Regions from separate parts of the Mus musculus genome. Here all the other regions are linked to region 4. Evidence: chromatin contacts called from public Hi-C and HiChIP or PLAC-seq data. All regions are on one chromosome and are shown on one strand. The core of a region is the stretch at or near the end of the contact, and the rest is flanking DNA. Distances in the headings are between cores, read along the strand shown.

Region 1 (2,994 bases), core at 491-2,990, 230 kb after region 4:
TAATAGATACTTTTAGCCTAACTCAGTACTGGTTCATGTGACTCTGTTATGTATTTAAGAAGTTCTTTTGACAAACTTTTACTTAATGCATGACCAGATTGAGAATTAACAATTAACCAATTGATGCCTGGCATGTACTAAACACAGTTATTTGATTACTCAAATAAGCCATATGTTAACTTGTTGAGTTGGGTTACTTAGTTTTGTTTCTTTTTTCTTTTTTCAAGACAGGGTTTCTCTATACAGCCCTGGCTGTCCTGGAACTCACTCTGTAGACCAGGCTGGCCTCGAACTCAGAAATCCCCCTGCCTCTGCCTCCCGAGTGCTGGGATTAAAGGTGTGCGCCACCACGTCCGGCTTAGTTTTGTTTCTTATCAAACTTTTTTTTTATTCTGCTTACTTGTGAAACTATAATTATGTCCTTTATACTTGTATGATGCCAATAATGACCTTATATGAAAAGATATATTTTTATGAAACTTAATGCTGAATGTTTTAGAAAAGAAATATGGGTAAGCCATTAGAACACTACTGTTTTGACAGCTAGGTCCAAGTCCTGGCTACTTGAAGGCTGAGGCAGGAAAATGGCTTGACCCCGGGAGCTTAATGTGATCCTGGCAGCAATACTGAAACTTCAGCAGTAGGGAGCTTGCTTTCTCTGAGTTAGAGAACAGTAAGAGCCTGGTACTTTGCTTCTAAGTGCTTGAAACTGGAATTACTTTTAAATGCCTTTAAGATGATTGAAAGTTAGATGTATTAAAAAAAAATATGGCCAAAGCAAAACAAAAACAGTGAGCTTGAGTCATTGGGTCCTATGATGTGATATGGACCATACCAGCCATAAGCAAAGCAGTGCACATTCATGTGTCCTTTGGCTTTGTAGTGAGGTTATTAGTCAGCTGGTCCATTTACATATCAAGTAAAAGAGTAGCCTACTCTTTCATAGTTTGTTAGTTCTTCATACACTCAAAGATTTTTTTTGATAAATCATATGGATATTATGAATTATTCAGGGAAATATCAGAGACCTGATTGTCAGGTAGTAAATAATTAAAAATGGCACCCTTTCTGTGATGTGATAGATTGAGTTTATTGATATAGATTTGGTTATTATTTCAAAGAAACATGTCATAGAATGTTGTAATGTGTGAAAAGAAAAACCAACCCTAGATCTACTCCCACACACTCCCTTTCGCCAGCTGACTCCGTGCCCTGGGAAAGTAGGGCAGCCGCATGGTGATGTGTGTTGTGCCGTGTGGTGATGTGTGTTGTGCCGTGTGGTGATGTGTGTTGTGCCGTGTGGTGATGTGTGTTGTGCCGTGTGGTGATGTGTGTTGCTTGGATTTGGAGTTTCACTAAGACACCTGCCAGATGGAATTAGAGCTTTTGGAGCATAACCAACATGGACTAATTATTAGCTTACCATGTCTAAATACAAATGAAAACCCCTACAAGATTCTGTACCCAAACTCTGAAGAAAAAAAAAAGAGCTGTTTTTTGGACTAAAATTTCATAGCTTTTGTGGCTAATGAGGCATGAAATAAATTGGCAAGCTCAAACTGCTCCAAGTACAGTGGTACAGTGTGCATGCTCTGATCCCAGCCCTTGGGATTCCAGCAAAGGTCACAAATTAAACAGTCAGGATTAATCAAAACTACAATCAAATAAAACCCAATCATTAATCGTCTCCTGAGTTACAATGGAGCAATTGTGTAATTGTGTGAGGCGCACTGGAGAGAGCTCTTTTGTCCTGTATAGGAAAATCAACACTGAGGTGTCAAGCAGAAAAATGAAACCCTGCAGGTGAAGCTGTCTCTGGAGCCAAGAGAAACTGGCAGAGCATTTGGAGTTGCGAATAAGCCCTCAGAGTATTGGGGGGCCCTGGCACTGAGCAGCAGAGTGTGTGGGTGTCTCCATGGGGCCCTCCACAGAGGTTAGTTTATGGTCCAGCAAGCCATTTGCTGAGCAGTTCAGTGTTGGGGGTAGTGGCAGTTCTACGCACACCCCCTCTCTTCAAGGTAATGCCAAGAATTTACTGTGTGATTCGCAGCTTTGTTATGTAGAAGGCGAGGTTATAGAAAAGATTTTTCCAGAAAACTCCATCCTTAACAATGGAGGGGTGGTAGCAAAGAACCCCCCCCTTGAGCCCTTGTTCCTGTAACAGTGCTTTGCAATACTTGCCCTATTTGTGATACTGTTTTATATTCCAAAATGGTGATTTTTTTTCCTTCATTTTTCTTTCTTATTAATAGTATTAATGTCAATTCCATTGCCTCTCTATTTAAAAGCCAACAACAATACTGTCCAGTGGCTCTATGATCATAACTGGCACTTTTGAGCCAGGTATGTAATCCCAGCACTCAGGAGGCCAAGGCAGGACCATCACAACTTGGAGGACAGCCTGGCCTCCATAGTTTGGGTTTGGTTTTTTTTTTTTTTTTTTTTTTTCCTACTCCCTACCCCAGAACAAAACACACAAGCAAAAGACTCTGTTTTTTGTTTTTGTTTTTGTTTTATTCCACTGCTGTATATGGATGTGTTTTACATGTACTAGAGTATCTGCCCCTATGTGTTGGCTTTCTGTCTACTATGCTACATATACATATGGACGTCAGAGGACATCTTGCAGAAGTCAGCTCTTTTCTTCCACCATGTTGGTTCTGGGGGTTAAAAACAGACTGCCAGATCTGGCCTAACCCTGCGCCATTGCCTCAGCCCCCAAACAGAAAAGTTTTAGACAACTTACTCTGCCTGACATCTCGTAACTGATTTGAAGCATGGGAAGTTTGAGTGTAAATATTGTAGAACTTGAAAGATGTGGCTCAGAGGCAGAGTGCTTGTGCTTAGCCTGCATGAAGGCCTGGGCTTGACCTTTAGCACCACATAAAAACAACAGCAACAACAACAACAAGGTGGGCTGGCGTCATACTTTTAATCCCAGAGGCAGGGAGATCAGAGAGTTCAGGGCTACAGGCTCAGCCCCTGAGCTACATG
Region 2 (3,190 bases), core at 620-3,119, 150 kb after region 4:
GGAAAGATTTTCTTAGTGTCCTGTGGCAGGTGTTCCAGGGACTCAGGAAGCTGTGAGGGCTACAGAAGATTGGCTCATTTATTTCATACTCTTTTACTGCCTTGTTCTCCGTTCTAAGAGTTGGTTTCTTTCTTCTTCTTCTTCCTTTTTAGTTTTTTTTAAATTAGTATTATTTATTTATTTTATGTATATGAGTACATTGCAACTGTCTTCAGACACACCAAAAGAGAGCATCAGATCCCATTACAGAGGGTTGTAAACCACCATGTGGTTGCTGGGATTTGAACTCAGGACCTCTGGAAGAGTAGTCAGTGCTCTTAACCTCTGAGCCATCTCTGCAGCCCAAGAGTGGGTTTCTTATGGGATCCCAATCTATATGCAGATCCTAGAATGGCTGAAGCCCAGTTACATTTGGAGAAACACTGCTAACAGTAAGGAAGGTGACAGAAAAGGAGGAAATCTAATCAGAACCACTATTAGAAACATCATAGCCTATAACTTGATTCACTTCGTGAGTTTTGTTCTTATTTTTTAATAATCCTATCAGAATCACTTAAGTAGCTACAAAGTTCAATGTTGTGTAATGACAAATCCAGTAGGTCTGTCTAATTACTGTAGAAAGTTTGTAGAAGTAAGTTTCTACAAGAACTTCCTGCTAAGAGAGGGAAAACATGCATGCTCAAATCAGTGTAGTTACTGAGTTTGGCTACTTCTGTTCTTAAAGCTCATTCCCCTTTACCTTGGGAGAATAAGTGCAGTGGGTTAGAGCCTTGTTCTGTTTTTGAGACAGGGCCTCCTGTAATTCAGGCTGGCCTTCAACTTCTGATCCTCCTGCCTCTACCTCCTGAGTTCTGCAGCTACAGGTGTGTTCTGTGCCTTGTTTATGTGTAGCTGGAGATTGAACCTAGGACGTAATGCCTACTAGGCAAACTCTTTACCTGAGTTTCATCCCCAGGCGTTTTTAGGACTCTTTATTAGTACTGAGGATCCACCTGCTTTTAACTGATATCTGAAAGCTAAGCCAGTGTCTGGAAGTTTTATAGTTCATGGATGTTCTTGAAATGGAAACGTCCAAATACTATGAATATATGTTAAAAAAATTAAATCCACATTTTATTTCACAGTATTTATTGTAACTATGCCTTGCTTCTTTTAGGCTTCTCTCTTGGATATCAAAGAGCATGCTTCTTCCCTGGCTTCCTCAGGACTCAAAAAGGACTCGCGGCTCAAGACCCTAGAAATTGCTCTTGAGCAGAAGAAGGAAGAGTGCCTAAAAATGGAGTCACAGTTGAAAAAGGTTGAAGAAAAAGTTACCATTATTGTTTTTCTTTACATAGGAACACTGTAGATAGCTCTGAGTGCCTTTTTTTTTTCTTTTTCTTTTTTTAAAGTTAAGGATTTATAGTGACAATATAGAATTTAGAGTTATTTTTATTTTTTATTGTTTTAAGGTATTGCAGTTATAACCAAATACCTAAGATAAACAGTACTGAAGTAGGAAAAGATTTATTTAGCTTTGTAGTTTGAAAAGTTACAGTCCAAGGTTAGATGATTCCAATGCTTCTAGTGTTTAGTGAGGCAGAACATCCTGGCCACCAGGAAAGCAGCAGATAGAAGCGAGGACAAAGTGTTCATCTCAGATCGTGTCCTTAGTGATCTGCTTCCTCTGCTGAGATCCCACCTCTCAGTCTGACCCCTCAGCGGTGCCATCACAGTGTGGTTCAGGGATTAACCCACAGATTTGGTCAGATGTGCTGTCTCGTTTCCAATCACCCCAGTAATGAACACTGGCACATCAAGCTTCAGCACACGGAGGAGGAAGACTTTGATCTCGGGGATGGGGTGGGGGTGGGGTGGCTTCTAGAAGGTTCCTGCAGACTGCGCTTTGCTGTTTCTCTTTCCCTTTGCTCATACCATTCTGTAGTTTTCAGTCACTCCAATTAGGCTAGACATTTGATAGTGAATTAACATCCTGGCTTGTTACTAGAATCATTTTTGAAGTCTGTGCTATTTTAACAGTTCCATAATACATATTGTACATTTTGATTACTGTCACCTTCTCTCCCATTTTCATTTTTTTTACATGCCCCCCAAGTCCCTTTCTTGAATTCAGCTTTTGTTGTTGTAATTGTTGCTGTTGTTTTTTGTTTCTTGTATGACACTGAGTTTAAAGCCAGGTGTCTTAGTTTACATTCTGTTGCTGTGATAAACACCTTGGCCACAAACAACATGAGGAGGAAAGGGTTTATTTCGAAAAGCTTACAGTTCACCATGATGAGCAATGAGGGCAGGAACTGAGGCAGAGGTTATGGAAGGATGGTTGATCTCCATGGCTTATTATACAACCATCTGCCCAGGGTGGCACTGCCCACATGGGGTGAGCCTCGCCACATCAAGAATTAGTTAATAAAGTACTCCATAGACTGTAGACAGCCTGATGGAGGCAATCTCTCAATTGAGATTTCTTCTTCCTAGACGCTTTTAACTTGTGTTAAGTTAATAAAAACAAACCAGCACAGCAGGGCTGTGTGACCATGGTTTGGTGTTAATGAGTGGAACATGTTGAGCTCATCAGTGCTGACCACAGTGTTTGCCACTCACCTGAAATCTATTCAGTAGATCATAGTATAGCAGGATGGACTAGGACCACATAGGACCCTCCACAATTCCCAGTTGACTGTTGACAGCAGTCCCATCTCCTGGAAGCCTACTGCTGTCAGCCACATGAGATCATGACTACATCATGCCCGCAAGGTAGCATTTTTCCTGCATATGTCTCACCCTTACATTCTTAATACCTTCTCTTCAGTTATGCTCCCTTAGCCCGAGAGGGAGTGGTATATGTTGTTGAGGGCTGAGCACTAAACCATCACCTTTTCTTAGTATCTTGAGCAACCATGAGTCTTTTGCATTTTGCCATTTCTCATTCCAAAGACAACATTATCTGATTAAGACAGAGAGTAATATACATGGGTATAATTATAGATATTTAGAAAGCAGCTTGGCACTATTTCAACTTAGCTAAAGACCAGCACTAAGTTACCCCTTAAATAATACTAAAACCCTAGTTGTTTTAATTGTGTTTATAGCATTAGAAATGTTAATACTTATTGTGTAGTGGGCCCCCAAACTAATGATGGAGTTCTTGGTTGTCCCCATAACAGTAGTGTCACTATTGCACCGGGGGTGG
Region 3 (2,994 bases), core at 388-2,887, 190 kb after region 4:
TTCAGCATCCAGAATGACTTGCCTGACTAGAGGATGCTGTCCCTCATAGCATTTCTTACCCTTGGCCTGTTCGCACATGGGCCTGGTTACAGTGGTCTTTACACATTTGGACCCTTTGCTGTATTGTGGAGAAACCTTCCATACTGGGGTAATTGCTGATAGAAAAAAATGTATTTCACCAGAAACCCTGGAAGCCACTGCAGTTGGAAAGGGCCATGTCTCTCCTTAGGGAGGGAATCTGAACACATTCCAGTTGGGTTTGAACTCCCAGAAAAGCCCCCAATTCTTAGCAGTAATCTTGGTGTCCCATAAAAGAATACACAAAGCAAGTGTATTTTAGCAAGGATATATTTTTTGCAAAAGGTGTGTCCAAGAATCCAAACTGGGCTGACAACACAGACTACTTCATGTCCTTTCTTCCTGATGTAGGTGGTTACTGTGTCTCAACGCACTGCTGGCTTCCTGACTTCAGTCTGACATGATTAGCTATCCACCCAAAGAGGAAAGACAAGGTTCAGGAATAGCCTTGCTGGGTTAGCTACCTTACATTAAAGCAAAACAAGGAAACTGTTTCTCTTCCATTCTGATTCTATGACATCAACTTTTTACATTCCATATGCTCAGTTTAGCGTCATGTACTTAGCTCATTTCAGTTAACTTGATGTCCTCTGGGGTTATCGTCATAATGGAAAACAAAACTAACTCTCTCTCTCTCCCTCCCTCCCTCTCCCTCCCTCTCCCTCCCTCCTTCCCCCCGACCCCCGCTCCCTGTTTGGTAGTATTCCTGGTGTGTATATACAGCACATTAAAAAAAAAACTATTGAACTTAAAGATGATTTTATTATTAATGTTTTAAAAATCTCCCTATCAGGTAAGCCATAAATTTTGGCAATTGCCTGGACCAGGGAGATAGAGAAGAAGAAGATAGAAAGATAGAAAGTCATACAATCTGAGTACGGATGGCATGGAGAACCTTTTTCTTTTTAAAATTATTGTTGTTTTTGTACATGTCTGTATGATAAGGGGAAATACCGTGATATGCCATGTGCTTGTATGGAAGGCAGAGGACAACTTTGTAGAGACAGCTTGTTCATTCTTCATGCAAGTTCTAGGGAATTGAACTCAAAGCATCTAGCTTTGCTGGTTGAGTCATCTCACTGGCTGGAAGATAGACTATTTCCTCATCCATTCATCTATTGATAGACACTTAGGCTGATTCTGGTCCTGACTGTTGTTTAGCCATGAGCCGTCATGTGGTGCTGTCGTAAGACTGGTCAGGTAGATGTTCCTGCAGCCCACCAATATCCTTTCATTTCAATGTCCAGGAGTGGAACTGCTGACTCATGCAGTAGTTGAGTGTTAGTATTTTGAGGAAGCTCCATCCTGTCTGCCATAGTGAATGAGAAAGAGTCCCTGCCTGCATCCTCATGAGTACTCACTTCCTGTCTTTTATAGTGATCCAAAAGGACTGAAATATATCTTTGTGGTTTCTAATTACATTTCATCAATGACTTGTAACATTGAAGAGTTTGTTTTCAAAATTATGTGTCATTTTTATGTGTTCTTTTAAGGTATCTATGCATCTCCTGTCCTTTTTATGAACGAGTTGGATCTTTTTCTTGCTGTTTAGTTCTCATTTTCGAGTATTAACCCTTGTCAGATATATAGTTGGGAAAATTTACTCTCTTCTGTAAGTGTTGCTTTGTTATTTTGATTATTTGCTGTAAAGCCAAGAATGTTATTATCTGAGGTAATCACAGTTGTTTGATTTTGTTTCTGTTGCCATCACTTTTTGGTTTTATTTTTAAAAGCAGAACCCAAACCCCACTATCCCCAACCCACTGTCATGAAACACCCCCTGCCCCCAGTTTCTTAGTTTTGTTTTCTTCTTCTTTCTTCCTCTCTCGTCTTTTTTGAGACTGTGTCTCACACTGTAGTTCAAGATGGCCTTGATCTCATGGACAACCTCCTGCCTCAGCCTTACGAGTGCTGTTGTGTAGGTAGGAGTTACCATGCCTGGTTTTAGCTTCAGTTCTTTAGTTCATTTGAGTTAACAGATACTAAGAGATAAGGGCTTGCTTTTATTCTTCTTTGTATCAACATATAGGCAACCTTGTTACTCATTTTCATATTTGAATACAAAACTCAAGTATCAAATATAGTACTGTGTTCCAAATCCTTTGGTTTGCATTCCCCCATCCCCTTAATAAATCAAAAAGAAAATGCTTAGAATAGTCTGAGAAATCCATGGTTCCATTCTTGGCTTTTTCTTTTATCTTTCCTACTGCTATACTGTCCTTGAGATCCTTAAGACTAATAAGAGTTTTGCTACATAGATGAAAAGTAACATTACAAACTCCTACTAGAGTGTATTACTTGCTTAACTAAATTGCTCATTCATATTCAAACCAGTGGTATTCATAGGTATATGTATACATATGTGTGTGTTTCTAGTTTTTTCAGGAGAAGGCAAAGTCTCACTTTATTCAAATGTTAGTAAGCATGTTCCTTTTTGAAAAGAAATGTTTCAGAAATTGTCTTTATGAAGCTCGAGTCTGTCATCTAGTTGTGACTTTCAAAGGGAGATAGTCTTGTGGTATTGACTCTAAGTACAGACTCCATCAGAGCTGGCTTTCAGCCCAGTTTAAGTGGTAGGTTTTAAAAATAGCTTTGTATTTTTAAATAGTTAACCTCTTATTGCTTATGCCATCTAACACCAGCACTTCCTTCTCTCTGTTGCAGAGAGCAAACCCATCATGTCTGCCTCGCTTCACTAACTTTATCCTATGCTCTTAATAACAGACTTCAGCTTCCTTTATTTCTCTTCTTCCCTTGTTTAATTCTTTACTCTATGGAGGAATCTTTCTGGCCTCAGTTTGCTTCTGAATAGAAGGATGTTTAATGATAGCTCTTCCTTGATGGGTAGGCACTCCTTGAGGTAACTGAGTAACCTACTTCACCGGGTCTTCATCGTTTTCCAGGACAGTCTCCGTA
Region 4 (3,145 bases), core at 444-2,943:
TGCAATGGAAGTTATAGACATGTGGGTGCTGGAAATTGAACTCAGGTCCTCTGAAAGAAGAGCCACTACTCCTAGCCACTGAGCCATTTCTCCAGCCTGCATTTTTTTTTAAAGATTAGAAATTTTGATTCTTTAAAAAAAAAAAAAAAAAAAAAAAAAAAACAGCCAGGTGATGGTGGCACACGCCTTTGATCCCAGCACTTGGGAGGCAGAGGCAGGCGGATTTCTGAGTTCAAGGCCAGCCTAGTCTGCAAAGTGAGTTCCAGGACAGCCAGGTCTACACAGAGAAACCCTGTCTTGAAAAAACCAAAAAAAAAAAAAAAAAAAAATTAATGTTTGTATTATATAAGTATGTGTGTTTTGCCTGCATGCTTATCTGTGCACCACAAGTACTGAAGAAGGTATCCCTTATAACTAGAGATATAGACAGTTGTAAGCCACCATGTGAGTGGTGGGAATTGAACCCAGGTCCTTGGGAAGAGCAGCAGCCAGTTTTTTAAATAAAATATAATTCACATCATTTCCTCTCTCTCTCCTCCAATCCCTCATATCCCTCTCTCAACTTCATAGCCTTTTTCTGTTTTGTTTTACACAGACAACAGAGACATACATATATGAATAAATAAATATAACCCCTAAGTCTGTTTAATGTAGCATGTACATGTACAATTTTAGGGCTGATCACTTGGTACTGGGTAATCCATTAGGGGGTTCATCTCTGGGAAAGCCATTCTCCCTTTCTGACAGTCATTAATTGCGTATAGCTCTTCATCTAAGGGCGGGGCCCTTTAAGACCCCTCCCCCAATCCAAGTTGGCATGTCAACTGGTGCTGTTAATTGTCCAGGTCTTATTAAAGAAGCAATATTGAGATGGCCATGTAGGGGAATCAGCCTAGATGACCATCAACTTAATCAACTGATGGATAATTCAAACGAGATACAAACATCGGAACTTTATTCTGCGGAACAGATCCCACCGAAACCCACACAAAGTACTGTATTTCATACAAGTGAAACAGGTTCACTGACAAAGCAGACGGGGGTCCTAGGATGACGGGAAAAGTGAGAGGGAGAGCTAACTGTGGCTTCTGGATTTATTTAGGAGTGATGAAAATGTTATGGAATTCGATGTTGCTAGGGGTTACACAACCCCCAAGCATATGAGTAACCAGAGAACTGTACACCCCCGAGGAGTGAATTTAACCGTACTAATGCACGCTTCGTTTTTCAAAGTCCAGAAAGGCTACCCTGAATGTCAAACTCCTCAAGTCCACAGTTTCTTCTCAGCCCCACCGACTCCCTCCGACTTCACCCTGTCCTAGACAGTCCTGTTAACAGTCAGCGCGCGTGTCGCACGGTGCTCCCGAGCACGCGGTCAGCAACCCCGGACCAGGCGCCTCCCTCCAGATCCAGCGCAACCGTGGGGGCTTCAGGGCTCGGCCTCCCCGGTGGAGACGCCCCCGTGCCGGGCGTGTCCAGCAGCCGCCCGAATCCGAAAGGCCCCACGCTCCCCGACCCCGCTAGAACCACCCCGGCGAGGACCGTCCTCACTCACGCGCTTCGGAACGCGGTGCACGCAGGAGCTCGGTCCGGGTGCCTGCCGGGAAGCCGGAGAGGGCCTCGCAGAAGGAATGGAGACTCTGCAAGCTCAGAGTCCTCGCCCAAAGAAAAACAGAAGGAAAGGCCGTAAGTCAAGTCAGAAGGCGCCGAGAGCCGCAAAGCAGGCTGTCGCAAATCAAGTCGCGAACTGGAAGCGGCGGAGGACTCAGCATCCTGAGCGCTCTTGGGCTGTTATCTCACCGCCCGCGGCGATCAGCCTTCCCGCAGCCGCAGCAAGCCGCTTCGGTTTCCGTAGGCGCCCTGCGAGGGTCCCTGGTGTGACCCGGCTGGGTGACGCCCGGAGCCAACCTCTCCTCGGTGTGCTTTTAAACTCTGAGACCCTGGCAGCCAGTGGGATTTCCCCTGAAATTCAACCGGAACTAACTGGATGACAGTTACACTTTAGGCATCACTCCAAGTTAAACACAGACTGATCTCAGTTTATGATGTTTTCTGCTTTACAACAGATCTACGTCTCCAATGTGTAGTTTATATACTGAGAACTTTTTGTTTTTAATGGTCAGGCCTTCAGATTGTTGCAATTTAACCAATTCATTATATGGCCACTATATCCAGGATCTTTCGTGTTTTCCTAGATGGTTGACTTAACTAATCTTCCCAGAAACACGGAGTCAGATGCAGTTAATAAATAAATCGAAAGTCCTTTAGCACATTGTAGGGTCCATACTGACAAGACCAAGATAACAGGACAATGACACTAGCTACAAGAGAAACTCAGAATTCTGTTTCTGGAATTAGCTGGTCACTCAACTTGCCCATTACTTGCACAAAAAGGAAAGACTCTTTCTCAGGGCAGTGGTGGCCACATCTTTAATCCCAGCACCCAGGAGACAGGGGCAGGCAGATGTCTTGAGTTCGAGGATGCTACACAGAGAAACTCTGTCTCGAAGAAAAGAAAAACATCATTTGAAACTGTGCTACTGGCCGATGCAAGAGTACCAAATTTCCATTCTGGTGGCACAGACCTGTAACTCAAACTACTGGGGAAGCTGAGATAGGAGAATCCCAAAATCAAGGACAGCCTGGGCTTAAAACCTGTCTAGGTAAAAAGAGGGTTGGCATTATAGCTTAGTAGTAGGACTCTTGCCTGGCATGTAGGAAGTAATGGACTCAATCCCAACGACAGGGGAGGAGAACCTGAACATCTACGGCTACAGAGATCGCTCCACAGTTTAAGAGCACGTACTATTTCAGAGAACCTGAGTTAGGTTCCCCACATCCAAATTAGGGGACTCACAACTACCTGTAACTACAGTTCAAGGGGACCCAGTGCTCTCTTCTGGCCTCTGAAGGCACCGTAAACATACGACACTCATTTGCCCAGACACACAAAACATGTATACATATAAATAAAAACAAATCTTTTTTAAAAAAATAGACTATTAATCTGTTATCCGTGCGCCTCAGAACGTGGTGCTTGCAGGAGCTTGGCCCCGGGTGCCTGCAGGAGCTTGGCCCCGGGTGCCTGCAGGGAAGCCGAAGTGGGCCTCGCAGAAGAGATGGAGACTCTGCAAGCTCAGGGGAC

What was found. Hi-C and Micro-C count contacts between places; a contact is called where the count stands out from the background. HiChIP or PLAC-seq counts read pairs in DNA pulled down with a chosen protein or histone mark.
Region 1: a Hi-C map of liver shows a contact between it and region 4, with 1.6 times the contacts expected there. The contact joins the enhancer-like site here to the promoter of Rad52 in region 4. A contact is called at or near these places in 1 of 484 Hi-C or Micro-C datasets (liver) and 4 of 115 datasets of contacts at active chromatin or transcription factors (cardiomyocytes, embryonic stem cells, large pre-B cells and 1 more).
Region 2: an H3K4me3 HiChIP or PLAC-seq map of the SCID.adh cell line shows a contact between it and region 4, with 11 read pairs. The contact joins the enhancer-like site here to the promoter of Rad52 in region 4. A contact is called at or near these places in 1 of 39 promoter capture datasets (embryonic stem cells), 6 of 115 datasets of contacts at active chromatin or transcription factors (the SCID.adh cell line, bone marrow-derived macrophages, embryonic fibroblasts and 2 more) and 4 of 9 other capture datasets (adipose tissue, embryonic stem cells, liver and 1 more).
Region 3: a contact with region 4 is called in an H3K4me3 HiChIP or PLAC-seq map of bone marrow-derived macrophages, with 4 times the contacts expected there. The contact joins the enhancer-like site here to the promoter of Rad52 in region 4. A contact is called at or near these places in 1 of 39 promoter capture datasets (neural stem cells), 1 of 484 Hi-C or Micro-C datasets (nephron progenitors), 8 of 115 datasets of contacts at active chromatin or transcription factors (the SCID.adh cell line, bone marrow-derived macrophages, embryonic stem cells and 1 more) and 1 of 9 other capture datasets (embryonic stem cells).

Annotation. Positions count from the first base shown.
Region 1 is chr6:119,673,262-119,676,255 of GRCm38.p6, reverse strand. All of the region lies in intron 17 of Erc1 (ELKS/RAB6-interacting/CAST family member 1), which reads left to right. Among named protein-coding and RNA genes, the nearest start is that of Wnt5b, 130 kb to the right of the region's middle. Within about 2 kb of position 1,740, at least 18 of the 459 cell types and tissues checked have an H3K27ac peak or open chromatin away from gene starts, as enhancers often do. A contact at or near this core is called in liver, where this site is marked.
Region 2 is chr6:119,747,945-119,751,134 of GRCm38.p6, reverse strand. It overlaps Erc1 (ELKS/RAB6-interacting/CAST family member 1), which reads left to right. Exons shown (of 21, transcript NM_053204.2): 12 at 1,157-1,297. Among named protein-coding and RNA genes, the nearest start is that of Erc1, 99 kb to the left of the region's middle. Within about 2 kb of position 1,869, at least 16 of the 459 cell types and tissues checked have an H3K27ac peak or open chromatin away from gene starts, as enhancers often do. A contact at or near this core is called in the SCID.adh cell line, where this site is marked.
Region 3 is chr6:119,713,799-119,716,792 of GRCm38.p6, reverse strand. It overlaps Erc1 (ELKS/RAB6-interacting/CAST family member 1), which reads left to right. Exons shown (of 21, transcript NM_053204.2): 16 at 2,982-2,994. Among named protein-coding and RNA genes, the nearest start is that of Erc1, 130 kb to the left of the region's middle. Within about 2 kb of position 1,637, at least 20 of the 459 cell types and tissues checked have an H3K27ac peak or open chromatin away from gene starts, as enhancers often do. A contact at or near this core is called in the SCID.adh cell line and bone marrow-derived macrophages, where this site is marked.
Region 4 is chr6:119,901,246-119,904,390 of GRCm38.p6, reverse strand. It overlaps Rad52 (RAD52 homolog, DNA repair protein), which reads right to left and starts at 1,693. Exons shown (of 12, transcript NM_001166381.1): 1 at 1,556-1,693.